Linked DNA regions of Mus musculus: regions 1, 3, 4 and 5 are each linked to region 2. The links are chromatin contacts, called in public Micro-C and promoter capture Hi-C maps. All regions are on one chromosome and are shown on one strand. Each heading gives the region's core, a stretch centred on a gene start, on an enhancer-like site or on the middle of the called end of the contact. The rest is flanking DNA. Distances are from core to core; before and after follow the strand shown. Region 1 has its middle 24 kb from the start of Gm23626. Region 2 holds the start of Adgrl1 (adhesion G protein-coupled receptor L1). Region 3 holds the start of Scoc (short coiled-coil protein). Region 4 holds the start of D830024N08Rik (a long non-coding RNA gene). Region 5 holds the start of Mri1 (methylthioribose-1-phosphate isomerase 1).

Region 1 (2,757 bases), core at 12-2,511, 460 kb before region 2:
TTTGCCGCCGCCCATAGATGCTCAGACATACCACCAGGTGTCGCCATAACCTTAGGAACTACCTCAGAGGGCACGTCAAGTAGGCCTGCTTCACATCCAGCCATAACCTTAGGAACTACCTCAGAGGGCACTTCAAGTAGGCCTGCTTCACATCCAGCCTACCAGACGTGCTCAGGCCCACCTTGCATTCGTTCCCGCCCATCAGCACCCACAGGCTTCCCCTTCTCCAGGAACAGTGGCAGCTGCAGATAAGCAGGGTGACCACACACACGCAGCCTCCCTGGGATGGCAGGGTATGAAGACTGAGGGACTTAAACTGGTTCCTGTCTTGCTAGCATCAGCGGCTCCTGCTGTTACTCATGGGTACATCACAGCCATCAGTGTCAGCCCAGGAAACCACCCCAGCTTTACACCTTTGAAATAAAATGTTATTAAGCCCTAGCAATCCGCTTAGAGATGCAGTGGCAAAGGGATTGTTTGTAGTTGAACCTTTCTCCAAACCACTTCCCATTAGCTATCAGCGTAGCTCGTTCCCTCACAGCTGGGCCAGAGTACCTCTGAAGGCAGAATTTCCCAGCCTTTCCCAACATGCCCCACCTCCCCGCACCCTACCCAAGTCCCCAGAGAAAGCACTTGTCCCCTCTGCCAGTCCTTTCTGGCTCCACTGCGCACAAGGGATCCGGGTCTTTTACAAAGCCGGTTCAGAGTATTCCAGGCAACCTTAAGGCAGAGGGTTGATGGACTGTCAAGGGACAACTGGAGTCACCCACACCATATCAGCGCATTCTATCCCCTGAAGCTTGCCAGTTCAGGCTTGGCTGGCCCACAAGCCCCGCACAGCTCCCTTACAGCCTGCCCCGTGAATACTCACTCCCACTCTTTCCTTCTGGCCTGAGGGGTGCTGTGCATTTTGTGCGCCTGGTGGGCCAAGATGACATCCCGGTGGTCCACCACGCCACCACGCCGTTTCAGAGTTGGCCCCTCGAGGCTTCCGCTCATCTGCTGTGACCACGGGACATGCAGAGTCCTGGATGAGCCTGCCAGGGTGCAGTCCGTGCCTGGGTACCTTGGGCTGTGCAGGAGCTCATGACTGAGGGGAGAAAGCATGGGGTCAGAGCCCCAAGAGGCCCTCGGCATCCATGGGCCTCGCTCAGATATCCCAGGAGAGGAAACTGGAGGGAGAGAGGAGACAAGGAGAGCAGAGTGAGAGAAACTGAGGGGAGGCCAGGGCTGTGCGCGAGCAGGTGTGAACAGCAGAGGCCACCCCACCCTGCGCCCGGAAGTTCAGCGCCCCAGGCCCGGCTGCCAGGATTGAGTATTCCCTTGGCAACTGGGGGGCAGGAAAGACACTTCTAGCAGTTGCCGGGCAACACAGGCCATGGGTTGAAAGGGCGCAAGGGTGTGGCTGATGCTAAGCAATAGAACTACCTAGCTCCAGATCGAACTGGGGTGGGGTGGGGAGGGGTGGGGGAGGGGTGCTTTCTCACATCTAGATGCTCCCTTCTGCAAAGTGGACCCTCTAAAGCCCTTGCTTTCTGTGCTCTGGACCTGCGTCCAGTGGACTTCAGATCCCTGATGGCAAGTTCAAACTCAGTTGCACTGGACCAAGAGGCTGGTCCTGATCTGCTTCCTGTGTAGTTAGAAAGCACACCGAGAGCCTGTCTGTTAGTTTCTTTGTCTCGATGTTTTATTTATTATATTCATGTGTTTGCAGTGTGCATGGGGCACTGGTATGTGCATATATGTATGCGGAAGCCAGAGATCAACATTAGGTGCTATTCCTCAGGGGCTACCACCTTAGTTTTTTAGACAGAGTCTCTCACTGGCCTGGAATAGAGTAGACTATGCTAGCTGACCAGTGAGCCTAGTCTAGTCTGCCTGTCTCTGCCTCCCCAGCATCATGATTCTAGCTTGTACCACCATGCCTGGCCTCTGTCCCCACCCCCACCCCCACCCCCGACATGACACACACACCCTAGGGATTGAACTCAGGTCCCAATATACTAAGCTATCCCCCTAGCCCTTTATTTTCTTCTTGTTGTTATTTAAATTGTGTGTGTGTGTCTGTGTCTGTGTGTGTGTGATGGGTGTATGGGTGTGCCGTGGGCCATCTGTACTGATCAGAGGACAATGCTGTAGGCATCAGTTCTCTCCCTCCATCCTTGGGCTCCAGAGACTGAGCTCAAGCTATCAGGCTTGGTAGCAGTGGCCTTTACCCACAGAGCCATCCTATACCTTTCCGATTTTGCTGTTTTTTTATGTGCACGAGTGTTTTTCCATGCAGTCTGTGCATTGTCTGTGTACACACCCTGGGAGGTAAGAAGATGGTGCTGGATCCCCTGAAATGGGATCCTGCCCATTGTTAACCACTATGTGGGTGTGGTGTGAACTCCAGTCCTCTGCAGGAGCAGCCAGAGCCTTTAGCCACGGAGTCATTTCTCCAGTCCCTATTTTACTAATTTTTGAGGCTGTCTCACCTTGCTGCCAAGGCTAGGCTGAAACTCACAATCTTCTACCTGAGCCTGGACAGTGCGAGGCTTATACATACGCACCACCATGCCAGCTCTTTAATCTGTTACTTTGTCCTTGGTTTAATTCTATTTACTTGCAGTATGGAGGCAGAGTCGGAGCACACCACGCAAGGACTCGACTCCCAGCTCTTTTTCACTTTCTGTTTCGCCAAGTTTGTCATGAAACTTATTCTTGTAGCCCAGGCTGGCCCCAAACTTGTGATTCTCCTGCCTTAGCCTCTTGAAA
Region 2 (2,766 bases), core at 29-2,528:
CCCATACCACCCCCAACCACCATTAGCGCCACTGCCTCCCAGAGAAAAACAAGCCATGTCGGGGGGGGGGGGGGGCTGGCCCAGCATCCTGCGGTGCCAGCCCCCCGACATGGCTTCTCTGGGGAGCCCGGGCCCGCGCGCTGCGCGCACACGCACCCTCTCCACTCACACCCAGACACCTACACAAACAGGGCGCCAAGCACCCGCGCGCACACGCACCGGGGACACGCAGGCACCGCCGCGCCGCTTCCCCACAAAGGCCGGCGCGCGCGCGGGCACACGCAGCCACGCGCGGGCACACTAGCGGTCCCCTCCCCCTGCAGGGCACCCTGCGGCCGCCCATCCGCACCCTCACCAAGCCCCCGGCGGGCGGGGGTAGGGTGCTCCCCGCCCCTCCCGCCGCGCACACCTGGCCCAGGTGCGGCGTGGCCTGAGGCTCCCGCACACTCACCTGTCCAGCGGCGCTTCGGGGTCGGCCGTGCGCGCTCCTCCGGCGGCTCCGCGAAGCCGGGCCCCCCGCCCGGCACATCTCCCGGAGCCCGGCCCAGGGGGAAGCGGGGAGGGGGTGGCTGAGCGAGGGAGGACTCCGTGTCCCTTCTTTCCTCCGGCCCAGCACCGCCGCCACCGACCAAAATTTAAAAGGGAAGGGGTGGGGGGGGGGAGTATAAAAAAAAAAAAAAAAAGGAAAGAAAAGGCGGATCGCGGCGCTCCGGAGGCGGCCCCGGCCCCGGGCGCGCGGGTCTGCGCCCCTCCCGGGGAGCGAGGCGTGGAGGCGGAGGGGCGGGGGCGGCGTCAGAGCTCGGGGGGCTGGGGCGAGGCGGAGCCCCCCGAGGCGGCGCCGGCTGCCCGCATCTCCCCCGCAGCTCCGCGGCCCCGACGGAGGCGGCACGTGTGTGCCCAGGCGACTTCCCAGCGCCCCCGGACGGCAGCGGGCGAAGGGTTAACGCGGCTGCCCGGGCGGCCGCGCAGGCCCCCGCCGCCCGGCGGCGCCGCTCCTGGGCCCGCGCGGCCCCATCCGCCGGGGCGTCTCCGGCAGACGGCGGGGCGGGGGCGTCGCAGCGCCGACTGCTCCCGCGCCGACCGCTCGCGCTGCCCGCAGGGGGCCGGAGCTACACAGCTGGAAGCAGGCGCGGCGGCGTTGCGCCCCCGGGGTGGCCGGAGCAGGGGGCGCGGGGCTGGGCCCGTGGGCACCGCAGGACTCGCGGAGCGAGCGGGCGCGGGGCACCAGCAATGACAAGCCGCCTGCTCTCGGCGCTGCCGGGCCCGCCGGCTCCGGGAGGGGGGCGGCGGACAAGCGCAAAACCTGGCCTGGACTACCCGCCGGGGACTAGTCTCCGCAGCCCTCCCGTGCGCCCCGAGGAAGGGCCCGGAAACCTGGCCTGGAGTTCCACTCGCCTCCCCCAAGGAAAAGTGGGCAGAGGGAGGCGACGCGCTAGATCCCCCTAGTTGGGCTGGGGGGGGGTGGGGTGCGACGGGCGGCAAGAAAAAACGGAACGGACTCTGCAGCCGTGCTGTGCAGAAAGGCGCCTAGCCGGTGAGGGGTAAATGGAGAGCTGTGCAAGGACTGCGCAAAACCTGGTCCGGATTTGGCAGAGAGGGTAGGGACGGGAGGGGCGCGGTGTGGGGGGGTAGGAGTGGGAGGGGAGGTAGCTGCGACAGGGCCAGATGCACTCGAGGCACGCAAATTTCGGTCCGGATTCTTCCAAGGGAGATGGAGTAATGCGTCAGGCCTGTGCGGTGGCAACAAAAAAGACCTGGACCAGAGCGTCTCCCACCCGGGATTGCAGGAGGGCCGGAGGGAGTGCTGCTTAGTGACTGACAAGAGCGTAGGCTGTCCCCCATCTTCCTAACAGCGACGTGGGGTGGGGAGGGACAAAATGAGGGCTGGACTGAGGTATGGAAGGATCCCGCGCGCTGGCTGCAACAGAGCCGGCAGGTAAAAGCAGTATCTGGATCCTGGGTGATGCGACAGGAAGGGGATGTGGTGTGGATCCCGCTACCCTGGGAGACCAGACCTACAATAAAAAAATAAATAAATAAATTAATTAAAAAAAAAAACGAGGGAGGGACGCAAAGCCAGGACTGGAGCGTAGGTAGGATGGGATGAGAACAGCCCCCCTCCCCCAAACAGAAGAGAGAGCCTTGGCAACCGGACAGGGTCCTGGAGCTGACCAGGCTGCAGGAGCGGAGGAGAGGTTAGTATCTATAAACGCCTCAAGCGTCTGGTTTTGGAGGGGGTGGGTAGGGAAGAAAAAAAAAATTGAATTTTAGGTTGATGGCGAGAGCAAAAGCCCGGTGCAGATTTCCACAACGTAAGAACTACACTGCAGGTGATGGACTCGGAGAAGTAGGGCAGCGGATCGGACTTAGATTCCTAGGCTTTGGACTTAGTGAGTGAAGCCAGAGGCTGGGTTCAGCCCCCCAGCTACAGATGAAGCCTAGGATTGCTTCTCTAGATGGGAAAGGGGGTCGACCTGGCCCAAATATCTGGAGCCAAAGCTACCACTGCCTAGACTTATAGTTTATTTGTTTTTTTGGTTTTTTTTTTTTTTTTTGGTGGGGGGAGGCTATAAAGCTGAACCCGGGGCCAAAACCAGGCACTTAAGCAATATAGACAACTCAGTGCGGGGGTTGGGGTGTGGGTTCAGGGGAGCGGAATCCAGAGAGGTAAGAACAGAGCTTGGAAGCTGCCGCGCTGAGAATCCGTTTTACGAAGGATGGGTGCAACTCTTAAGATTGATGGCTGAGGAGAAGCAAAAACTGGGC
Region 3 (2,700 bases), core at 19-2,518, 460 kb after region 2:
CAAGTAAAATATACATACAATAAAAAATTAAAACCAAAAACAAATTTTCAGGCCCATTTCTATGACTGGCCCATGTGCATTTGAAAAGAAAGTGTGTTCTTCACTATCTTGGAAAATCCCATCCTTCTTTGAATGTTGCCCATATTCATTCTATTTTGTTGGCACTCCTCTTAGCGTTACCTGGGGTTTCCCTCTCTTCCCATATTCTCCTTCCTTCAAATCCTGAATTGTAGTCCAAGCCTAATACTTTCGTCTCAAACACTAAATGGTAGGTACTTTATTTATAAAGGATTACGGTCACGTGTTAGCAAATCCTGCTTGATTGGTTTAAGATACCCGGGAGTTGTAGAAATGGCTCAGAAGTTAACAGTACTTATTGCTCTTTCACGGGAAGCTGAGTTGAGTTCTCATCATCCTCACCAAATGGTTCACAGCCACCTGTAACCCCAATCCCAGGGGTCTGATTCCCTCTTCTGGCATCTGCAGGCACCTTGCACAGGCACAAGCAAGTACATACACACCGCTACATATTCATGCAATTAAAAATAGAACCTTATATAAGAAAGAAAAGCCAAGAAGAAAGTATTTGTAAGCTGGCCTCTACAGCTCAGAGGTTTTGATAAAGTCAAAGCAAGAATGCTTTGCAGGTAAGAATATACTGTGGTCACTGACCGCTAACAGCAAGATACTTGTTTCAAAGGTTAGGTTATAATGAAGTGTCACGAAAATCACCTAGCAACCCAAAGTCTGGCATTGTACATGTACACTTGAATAAGAAACACAATTTTAATTAAGCCTTGGGTTTTCTGAGACTGAGATCAGGAGACTGCTGATCTAAGGAATCATGACGTGGTCGGGTGAACGGAAGTTTAAAAATTGTCCTGAATATGGGGTACGAAGAGAAACATCCATTAATGGTATATGCTTTGTGCGTTATCTAATTTTAGAAGTGGGGAAAAAGGAAACCGTGCTTTTAGAATCGAGGGGGGAGGGCGCTGCACTGTTCTGCTCACTCTGTTCTTGAATGTGAACGAAATATCTCTCTCCTAGAGTCTGGTCACGGCAATTTCCAGAAATTCTGTCTCTGTTTCCCTCCCTCTCTCCCCGTCTCTCTTTTTTTAACCTAGAGTGACTTTCCACCCCACTTTCCAGGTTCCTGGCGAGACAAAAGATGCTCAGCGAGGACCGCTTTCTTAGGCGCATCTTCTCTTCTGCGCCGTGATTGGTCGCTGCTTTTTTAGGACACGCCCAAAAATCCTGATTGGTCGTCAATGCCCTTTTGTTAGGGCAAAGGTGGACCCCGGTGCTCTGCCACAGGCCTGTCGAGGCGTCCAGCAGCCAGTGCGCAGGCGTGCAATTTCCAGTTAGGATTGGTGGGAGGACGCCTCCTCGCTCGGCGCACGCTCCGTGGGCGGGAAGGGCGGGGCTGACGCTGTCAGTTGGTCGGAGAGCCGCGCGGCCTGAGGCTTCCTACCCATCCCGCCTCTTCCCGGCGCTTCAGACGCAAGGTGAGGCGGCTCGGGGCGGCGAGGGCTGGGCCTGGGAGACCGCCGAGGCCCTGTGGGGCGGGGCGGGATGGAACGGGAACCCGGGCGGCGGCCTGGGTGCTGGATTGCGGCGCCGCGAGGCCCGACATCCCGCCGAGCGCTGCGCAGCCACCTTCCCGGCCCCACGCCGCGGGCTCAGTGGGAAGAGCCCGGCGGTGCGGGACCGGGACGCCGTGGGGGTGCGATGGGACCGGGTAGTAGGAGAAGACGCTCTGCTGCCCGAGCTACCTTCCAGTTCGCCGCAATTCTTCTGCTTCAGCCTCTCGAGTGCTAGGATTGCTTTGCAGGCGTGGTGGCCCGTGCATGTCTGGGGTGGGACGTCTTTGCTAGAACCTGGGTTTGTTTCTTTGTCAGCTTTTCTCAGGCGTCCTGCGGAACAAATATTGAGGAGTAAGGTTTGGGAAGGAGAAATCATAGTTTCCCGAAAAGCCAAGGTTTCTGTTACACCACCAGAGACAGACGTCGCAATAGCCAGAAGGACAGAGGTCCCCAAACCGTTATCCGTTTCTGCGACTCAAAGCTGTGCGTAGGAATCCTAGTGTCTGTATGCTCCAATGATTAAACTGGATGCAGCTAGCTCCCCGGGGATCTAACTTAAGTTTGATCCTTATTGACGATGTAGTTCCTCGATTTCCATCGATTTTGAAAGCCCTAAAATGTCAAAGCAGAACATGAACAGATTAGAAACATCACACTGGAGTGGATGCAGATGAAATTTTATATTTGTTTTGTTTGTGGAAACGCCAAAGGAGTTGAGTTTTTCAAACTCAGTTTAGGACCTTAATAATATCTTGGCTATGAAACATGAGGCAAGGCCTCTAGCCTTTATAAGGCTTAGTATCCACATCTGTGAATTGCATTTTCTTTCTGTTGTGATAAAACTATATATGTAAAGTGTTCAGTGCATTCCTGTAGTGCATTGGACTTTTAAATTTAAAAAACTATTGCTGGTGAGTGGATGATGGATGGAAAACATTAATTGCAGGTTCAAGAGAAGTCTGGTGGTTGAGTTTGAAAGGATATTAGGGAAATGTCAAACTCATATCTGAGATGTTAAGGCCAGCCGAGGTGGAATGATGGGAAAAGCAGAGTGGACATTGACTATATCCTTGATTCTGGATGGACTACTGTGATGTGAATTAAGCCACTCTCA
Region 4 (2,700 bases), core at 178-2,677, 330 kb after region 2:
CCCTCTCGGTCCTCTTTAGAGGGGTCCCAGCGTATGACAGCTCAGTCTGGCACTGATTGTCCTTGTGTGGATTCAGCCATCTGCCCCAGAGTATGCTGTGTCCATGATGTAGGCTCTGGCACATATGGGCAAGCAGGCCTGGGTACCACTGCCTGGCATAGGAACCTTGCTCTGAACTCAAGCCCAGGCCCTACAGGGCAGCATCACTGTGTAGGGTTACCTCCGTGGGGGCTTCCCGACCTGTACATGCACACATACACACATGCATACACTTTCTGTGTGCCAGCACCATGTCGGCCCACCCATGCCTTCTCAAGGACCCCTAGCAGATCTGGGATCGTGCCATGGCCTCTGTTGTTGGGAGCATGTAGGTGGCAACAGTTGGCTTCTCTGGCCTGTGATGCCCCCTTCTTCTGGAAAAAAGTGGCAGATCTCCGCATAGCCCTTGGGTCTCCCCCAGCCAGCATGGGCAGTGTTGAGCATCTTCTCTGACCTGCTGGGTCCGATGGGTCAGATCCCCTGGGGCTCCTGCCTCCTTACCCTGCCCCTATGCATATTTTCTGGCCTCAGCCTGCAGGTTTCTCCTTTGGGGACTGTGGACCCCAGGGGTGCAGGCAGGGTATGTGTTGGGAGGGTATGTGTTGGGCTTTGGTAGGCTCGTCCATGGGTGAGCACATTGTGTTGGCCTGATGTGGTAGGAGCTGTGAGGAGTGAGGCGGTGGAGAGGGAGGTGGAGGGACTTGGGAACTCTGCACCAGTACCTCTGGAATTTGTCACCTCCCTGGGAACACAAATGCACAAGGGAAATAATCCAGTGTCCCTTACAGCTTAGAAGTGGAAATGGATGATCTGTCTCGGAGATTCTCCAGATAGCTGGCATTTCCCCAGGCTGGGTAACCTGTTGGCCAGGGCTGCACACCGGGGCTGGGCTTGCGGCGCCTGCCATGGCTGTGGGCCTTTTCCTTCTTCATGCCCCTGGCACTTCTGAGGGCCTGTGCCCACCCAATTAACTGCCTGTATGAGGGTAGCCCTCAGGGGAGGACTGTGGCTCCTTTGGTGGGGACTCGGGCTGAGATGGTTTTATATTTAGCCAGGCCAGGCCCTGGTGCCACTCGGGTTACATCTGGCGTTGGCGCTGGCTGAGCCTGGTCAGACACAGGCTCCCTTCCAGCACCGAGGCAGAATTTGATCATGCTGCCCGGCCCAGCTCACAGCAGCTTTGTGAGGAGAGGTCGGAGGTGGGGGCTGGCGACTGGCAGTGGGCACCACAGACTGGAAGGCAGAGCAGGAGGGCCAGCGGCTGTGGCATGGATATCAGCTTGAGCATGGCAGCCAAAGAGGCCCACCAAGGCCTCGATGGTCTTCCCATGCCCATGCCCCACAAAGCAGCCAAGAAGCATAAAAAGGCTGTCCTCTTCTTTGAGGTGGAGATTCGGGATGCAAAGACGAGGGAGAAGCTGTGCTTCCTGGACAAGGTAGGACTGCACCCCTGGGGGTGAAGTGCCAGGAGGGCTGGGTCCCTGTTCCTTACAGCTCCTGTAGGGCTATGCAGGCATCGGTGGCCCTCCCTGTCCTTCAGAAGGCATGTAAAGGGTATTGTCTTCATCTAGAGCAGCGGTTCTCAACCTGTGGGCTGAGACCCCATTGGGGTTGCCTATCAGATATCCTGCATAGCAGATATTTATATTACAATTCATATCAGCAGAATTACAGGTATGAAGTAGCAATGAAATAATGTTCTGGTTGGGGTCAGCACACCATGAGGAACTGTACTAAGGGTGGCAGCTTTAGGAAGGTTGAGAACCACTGCGCTAGAGTGAGCAGCTGGGGCCCCTCTGTGGGGCTGGAAGCTGACAGCCTGGTGTGGGAAGGGACAAGGCAGCCTTGGGAGGGCTCTGTGTCCGTAAAGGAGGTGGAGGACGGATGTACCCCGTGAAGTCAGCTAGCTTGTTCCTGACCTGCCTGTACCTGGACCCCCTCCCCCATCCTAGGCCTGGCTCCCTCCGGACTTACACCTTGTTTTCCTTTAGGTAGAGCCTCAGGCCACCATTTCTGAAATCAAGACCCTTTTCACCAAGACACGTGAGTCTCCCGACACACCTATTCCTGCTCCTGACATACGTGTCCCCCCGCTCCCGACACATCTACCCCCCACTCCTGCCTCCCCTCTGGATGTGACCTGGGCCCGCATGCCTCCGCATGCCTTTCCCTCATCGGCTTGTTGCCTCTCAGCACACTGGAACAGTGAGTGAGGCCCGGCTGACTGGGCAGGCTGCCCCTGTGTGGTCACCAGCAGGAATGCTCTTGTGCTATCTATCCAAAGGGGTAAAAAATAAAATCTGTCGCTGCCTATCCTGTGTGCCCTTGCACAGGTGGGAGGAGCTGGGGGGGGGGGGTCCTAGAGTTCTGGAAGCCTTTAGAGGCAGGCCAAGTTGGGGCGTGGGTAGGCTGAGCCTTGCCAGATTAGGTGATGCAACCCCTGACCTTCTCCTGGCAGACCCGCAGTGGTATCCTGCCCGCCAGTCCCTCCGCCTGGACCCCAGTGAGTACAGCTGTCCATCAGCCTATCCCTTGGGCTCTTGGGGTCAGGAAACCAGGGCAGTAACCAAATACTGACTTCTCTCTGTAGAGGGGAAGTCCCTGAAAGATGAAGATGTCTTACAGAAGCTTCCTGTGGGCACCACAGCCACACTCTACTTC
Region 5 (2,715 bases), core at 11-2,510, 360 kb before region 2:
TGATCAGGCCTTCCCCCTAGGTTCCTCCCAGGAGGACCTGCTGAACCCCAACACCCCCAATGCCTCCCTGGTGGCTGACTACTCTGACTCAGAGAGCGAGTAAGGGAGTCAGAATTCCAGGACCAGAAGCCATGACGCGTCCAGACCTTAGGGACTGGCACATTGCTGCCAGCCCAGATACAGACCTACCTTCCTATACAGATTATTATTTATTTGGTTTTGGTGAGAATGCCTGTGCCTTGATGTAACCCTGATACCTGAGCATTAAAGTGCTGTTCTTTGTCCCTGCCTTGTTTCTAAACTCATCTAGTAGCTGCCCTGCCCTCACTTCCAGCCAACTAAGCAGATGCTGCTGCATCGTTGTGACGGCAGTGTGGCCCCACAAAGCCCGATGAAGGGTTTGAGATACTGACCAAGATTGGCCACGGCCTGGGGTGACGTCCCCTTATGAGGTGTCAAGGACTACATAAGGAAGGTTGAAAGAGGGCCAGGCTGCTGGAGCCAGAGAAATAAAGCTAACGGCAGGCAGGAAGAACATCCAAACTCCATGTCATGGGCTGGTGTGGGTCACTCATAGTGGCCAGCCAGTAGGGATGTTTGTGAAACAACCTCAAAAACACCCTAATCCAGCCAGGCATAGTGGGCAGACAACCGTCATCCTGGCACCCCAGCAATAGAGACAAGGTGTGGTCCAGCTTTAAAATAGGGTTTCTCATGTATCCCTGGCTGTCCTGGAACTCGTTCTGTAACTATTGTGGAGCCAGATTCACAAATATATCTCTACCTCCTGAATGCTGGAATTAAAATCTGAGGTTTATTTTTGTGTGTTTGCATGTTGTGAGTATGTTGTCTCACTGAGGTTTGAAAGAGGGCCTTGAATCCTTTAAAACTAGCGGCAGTCGTGAAGCCTTTGGTCCTCTACAAGAGCAGAATGCACGCCTAACCATTGAGCAATCTCTTCAGGCCCTGAGAATAAACGTCCCTCATGGTGCTTGCTTTTTTTTAAAAAAATGGAGACAAAAGTAGTCCCACGGAAGGTCGTTTGACACGCTGATTAAGCGCTGGGTGTCTGTGAGCCGTGGATAGGCAGAGCTGAGAGTTCCAAGTCATCGCTTCAGTAACGGATGGACGATTTCCGGCAAAAAAATAGCCCCATCACCAAGCATCTTGGAGCTAGAACTCGGCCTTGGGAGAAGTTACAGCCACTCTGGAAGACGCTAATCGCCCGATAACCTAGGAGCGCGTGCGCATGCGCACGCGGCAGGACGCAACTCCGCCCCGCAGCCTGTGCAGGATTCCTCGTGGCCCTGCAGGGTAGGCAACATGACACTGGAAGCGATCCGCTACTCGCCCGGCTCGCTGCAGATCCTCGACCAGCTGCAGCTGCCAGAGCACTGCCACTATGAGGCACTGAGCTCCGTGCAGCAGGCTAGTGAAGCCATCCGCGCCATGAAGGTGCGCGGAGCCCCGGCCATCGCGCTGGTCGGCTGCCTCAGCCTGGCCGTGGAGCTGCGGGCCGGCGCCGGCGGTCCCGGACTCGCTGCTCTGGTGGCCTTCGTGCGAGACCAGCTGCGCCTCTTAGTCGCCGCCCGGCCCACCGCTGTCAACATGGCCCGCGCCGCCCGCGATCTGGGTCAAGTGGCAGCCCAGGAGGCGGAACGAGAGGGTGCCACTGAAGAGACCGTGCGGGAAAGGTACGGGATCCTGGACCAGTCTTGTGTGCTCTGCCCAGCTTTCCTCTCTACCATTTTCTTTCCCATCCCACTTCCGGTCCAGCCACTTGGTTCTTACTGCTTTTCTGTTGCACCGGTACGGCTCCTGCCTGTGGCTGAGACTAGAGTCTAGAGCATTAAAGCACTGGAGTTAGAACTTCATCTCCAGGTTCCTGCTCCTTCCCCTCCCCTTCTGTAAAAACACCTTGTCCCTGATTCTGCCCCTTCCTGTTCATCAACTGCCTCTCCCACCATGACGTCATCATCACAGAGGTAAAGGGTTTCCTCCTGTTTACTGCTGTGCGTCAGCCCCAGCTCCTGGCTCACTTATATTAGTGATCAGAGTGGAAGTGTCCTCAGGCTCTCAGAACCCCACCTCACCTTTAAAGGGCGGCCCCTTCAAAGTTAGCCAGCTCCCTTCCAACAGTGCTAAGAGCTTCTTCTGTCCCCAGAGTGATCCGCTTCGCCGAGGATATGTTGGAGAAGGACCTCAAAGACAACCGGAGCATCGGGGACTTGGGAGCCCGCCATCTCCTAGAGCAGACCAACCCCAGGGGTGGCAAGGTGACCGTGCTGACCCACTGTAACACGGGTGCTCTGGCCACTGCTGGCTATGGTACAGCGTTAGGTGAGGAGGCACCTTCAATTGTTAGGGCATGGGACATGTTATGGGATGCAAGGCAAAGCAACTGGAGCTGGGGGTGTAGTTCAGTGGCAAGAGTACTTGCTTAGCTAGGGCTGGCTCAGCAGCTTAAAAGTATGGACCCCTCTTGCAAAGACCTATTAAGTTCTCAGCACCCACAGTAACTACCTGCAGCACCCTCTTCTGGCCTCCACGAGCACATGCCCTTACATGCATAGAGACACACATGTACATAATTAAAAATAAACACTAGGGCTGGAGAGATGGCTCAGTGGTAAAGAGCATTGACTGCTCTTTCAAAAATCCTGAGTTCAATTCCCAGCAACCACATGGTGGCTCACAACCCGTCTGTAATGGGAT

The links. Promoter capture Hi-C pulls out the DNA fragments that hold promoters and counts their contacts. Hi-C and Micro-C count contacts between places; a contact is called where the count stands out from the background.
Region 1: a Micro-C map of embryonic stem cells shows a contact between it and region 2, with 2.8 times the contacts expected there. The contact joins the enhancer-like site here to the promoter of Adgrl1 in region 2. A contact is called at or near these places in 2 of 39 promoter capture datasets (neutrophils and pre-B cells), 1 of 484 Hi-C or Micro-C datasets (embryonic stem cells) and 1 of 9 other capture datasets (liver).
Region 3: a contact with region 2 is called in a Micro-C map of embryonic stem cells, with 2.7 times the contacts expected there. The contact joins the promoter of Scoc here to the promoter of Adgrl1 in region 2. A contact is called at or near these places in 1 of 39 promoter capture datasets (liver), 3 of 484 Hi-C or Micro-C datasets (CD4 T cells and embryonic stem cells) and 1 of 9 other capture datasets (pancreatic islet).
Region 4: a promoter capture Hi-C map of pre-B cells shows a contact between it and region 2, with 2.4 times the contacts expected there. The contact joins the promoter of D830024N08Rik here to the promoter of Adgrl1 in region 2. A contact is called at or near these places in 3 of 39 promoter capture datasets (liver, pre-B cells and stem cell-derived epiblast-like cells), 1 of 484 Hi-C or Micro-C datasets (embryonic stem cells) and 4 of 115 datasets of contacts at active chromatin or transcription factors (embryonic stem cells, large pre-B cells and memory CD8 T cells).
Region 5: a promoter capture Hi-C map of neural stem cells shows a contact between it and region 2. The contact joins the promoter of Mri1 here to the promoter of Adgrl1 in region 2. A contact is called at or near these places in 4 of 39 promoter capture datasets (embryonic stem cells, maxillary cranial neural crest, neural stem cells and 1 more), 1 of 484 Hi-C or Micro-C datasets (CD4 T cells) and 2 of 115 datasets of contacts at active chromatin or transcription factors (effector CD8 T cells and large pre-B cells).

What each region holds. Positions count from the first base shown.
Region 1 is chr8:84,355,240-84,357,996 of GRCm38.p6, reverse strand. It overlaps a transcript of Cacna1a not described here. Among named protein-coding and RNA genes, the nearest start is that of Gm23626, 24 kb to the left of the region's middle. Within about 2 kb of position 1,261, at least 42 of the 459 cell types and tissues checked have an H3K27ac peak or open chromatin away from gene starts, as enhancers often do. A contact at or near this core is called in embryonic stem cells, where this site is marked.
Region 2 is chr8:83,898,610-83,901,375 of GRCm38.p6, reverse strand. Adgrl1 (adhesion G protein-coupled receptor L1) reads right to left here and starts at 1,278. Exons shown (of 23, transcript NM_181039.2): 1 at 452-1,278. It overlaps Gm26721 (predicted gene, 26721), which reads left to right and starts at 1,649. Exons shown (of 4, transcript NR_166528.1): 1 at 1,649-2,195.
Region 3 is chr8:83,441,230-83,443,929 of GRCm38.p6, reverse strand. It overlaps Scoc (short coiled-coil protein), which reads left to right and starts at 1,268. Exons shown (of 4, transcript NM_019708.4): 1 at 1,268-1,508.
Region 4 is chr8:83,573,253-83,575,952 of GRCm38.p6, reverse strand. D830024N08Rik (a long non-coding RNA gene) reads right to left here and starts at 1,427. Exons shown (of 3, transcript XR_003947410.1): 1 at 1-1,427. Tecr (trans-2,3-enoyl-CoA reductase) reads left to right here. Exons shown (of 13, transcript NM_134118.5): 2 at 1,425-1,475; 3 at 2,031-2,082; 4 at 2,498-2,542; 5 at 2,630-2,700.
Region 5 is chr8:84,255,869-84,258,583 of GRCm38.p6, reverse strand. It overlaps Mri1 (methylthioribose-1-phosphate isomerase 1), which reads left to right and starts at 1,260. Exons shown (of 5, transcript NM_026423.4): 1 at 1,260-1,694; 2 at 2,165-2,340. The coding sequence starts at 1,324. Ccdc130 (coiled-coil domain containing 130) reads left to right here. Exons shown (of 10, transcript NM_026350.3): 10 at 1-817. The coding sequence ends at 103.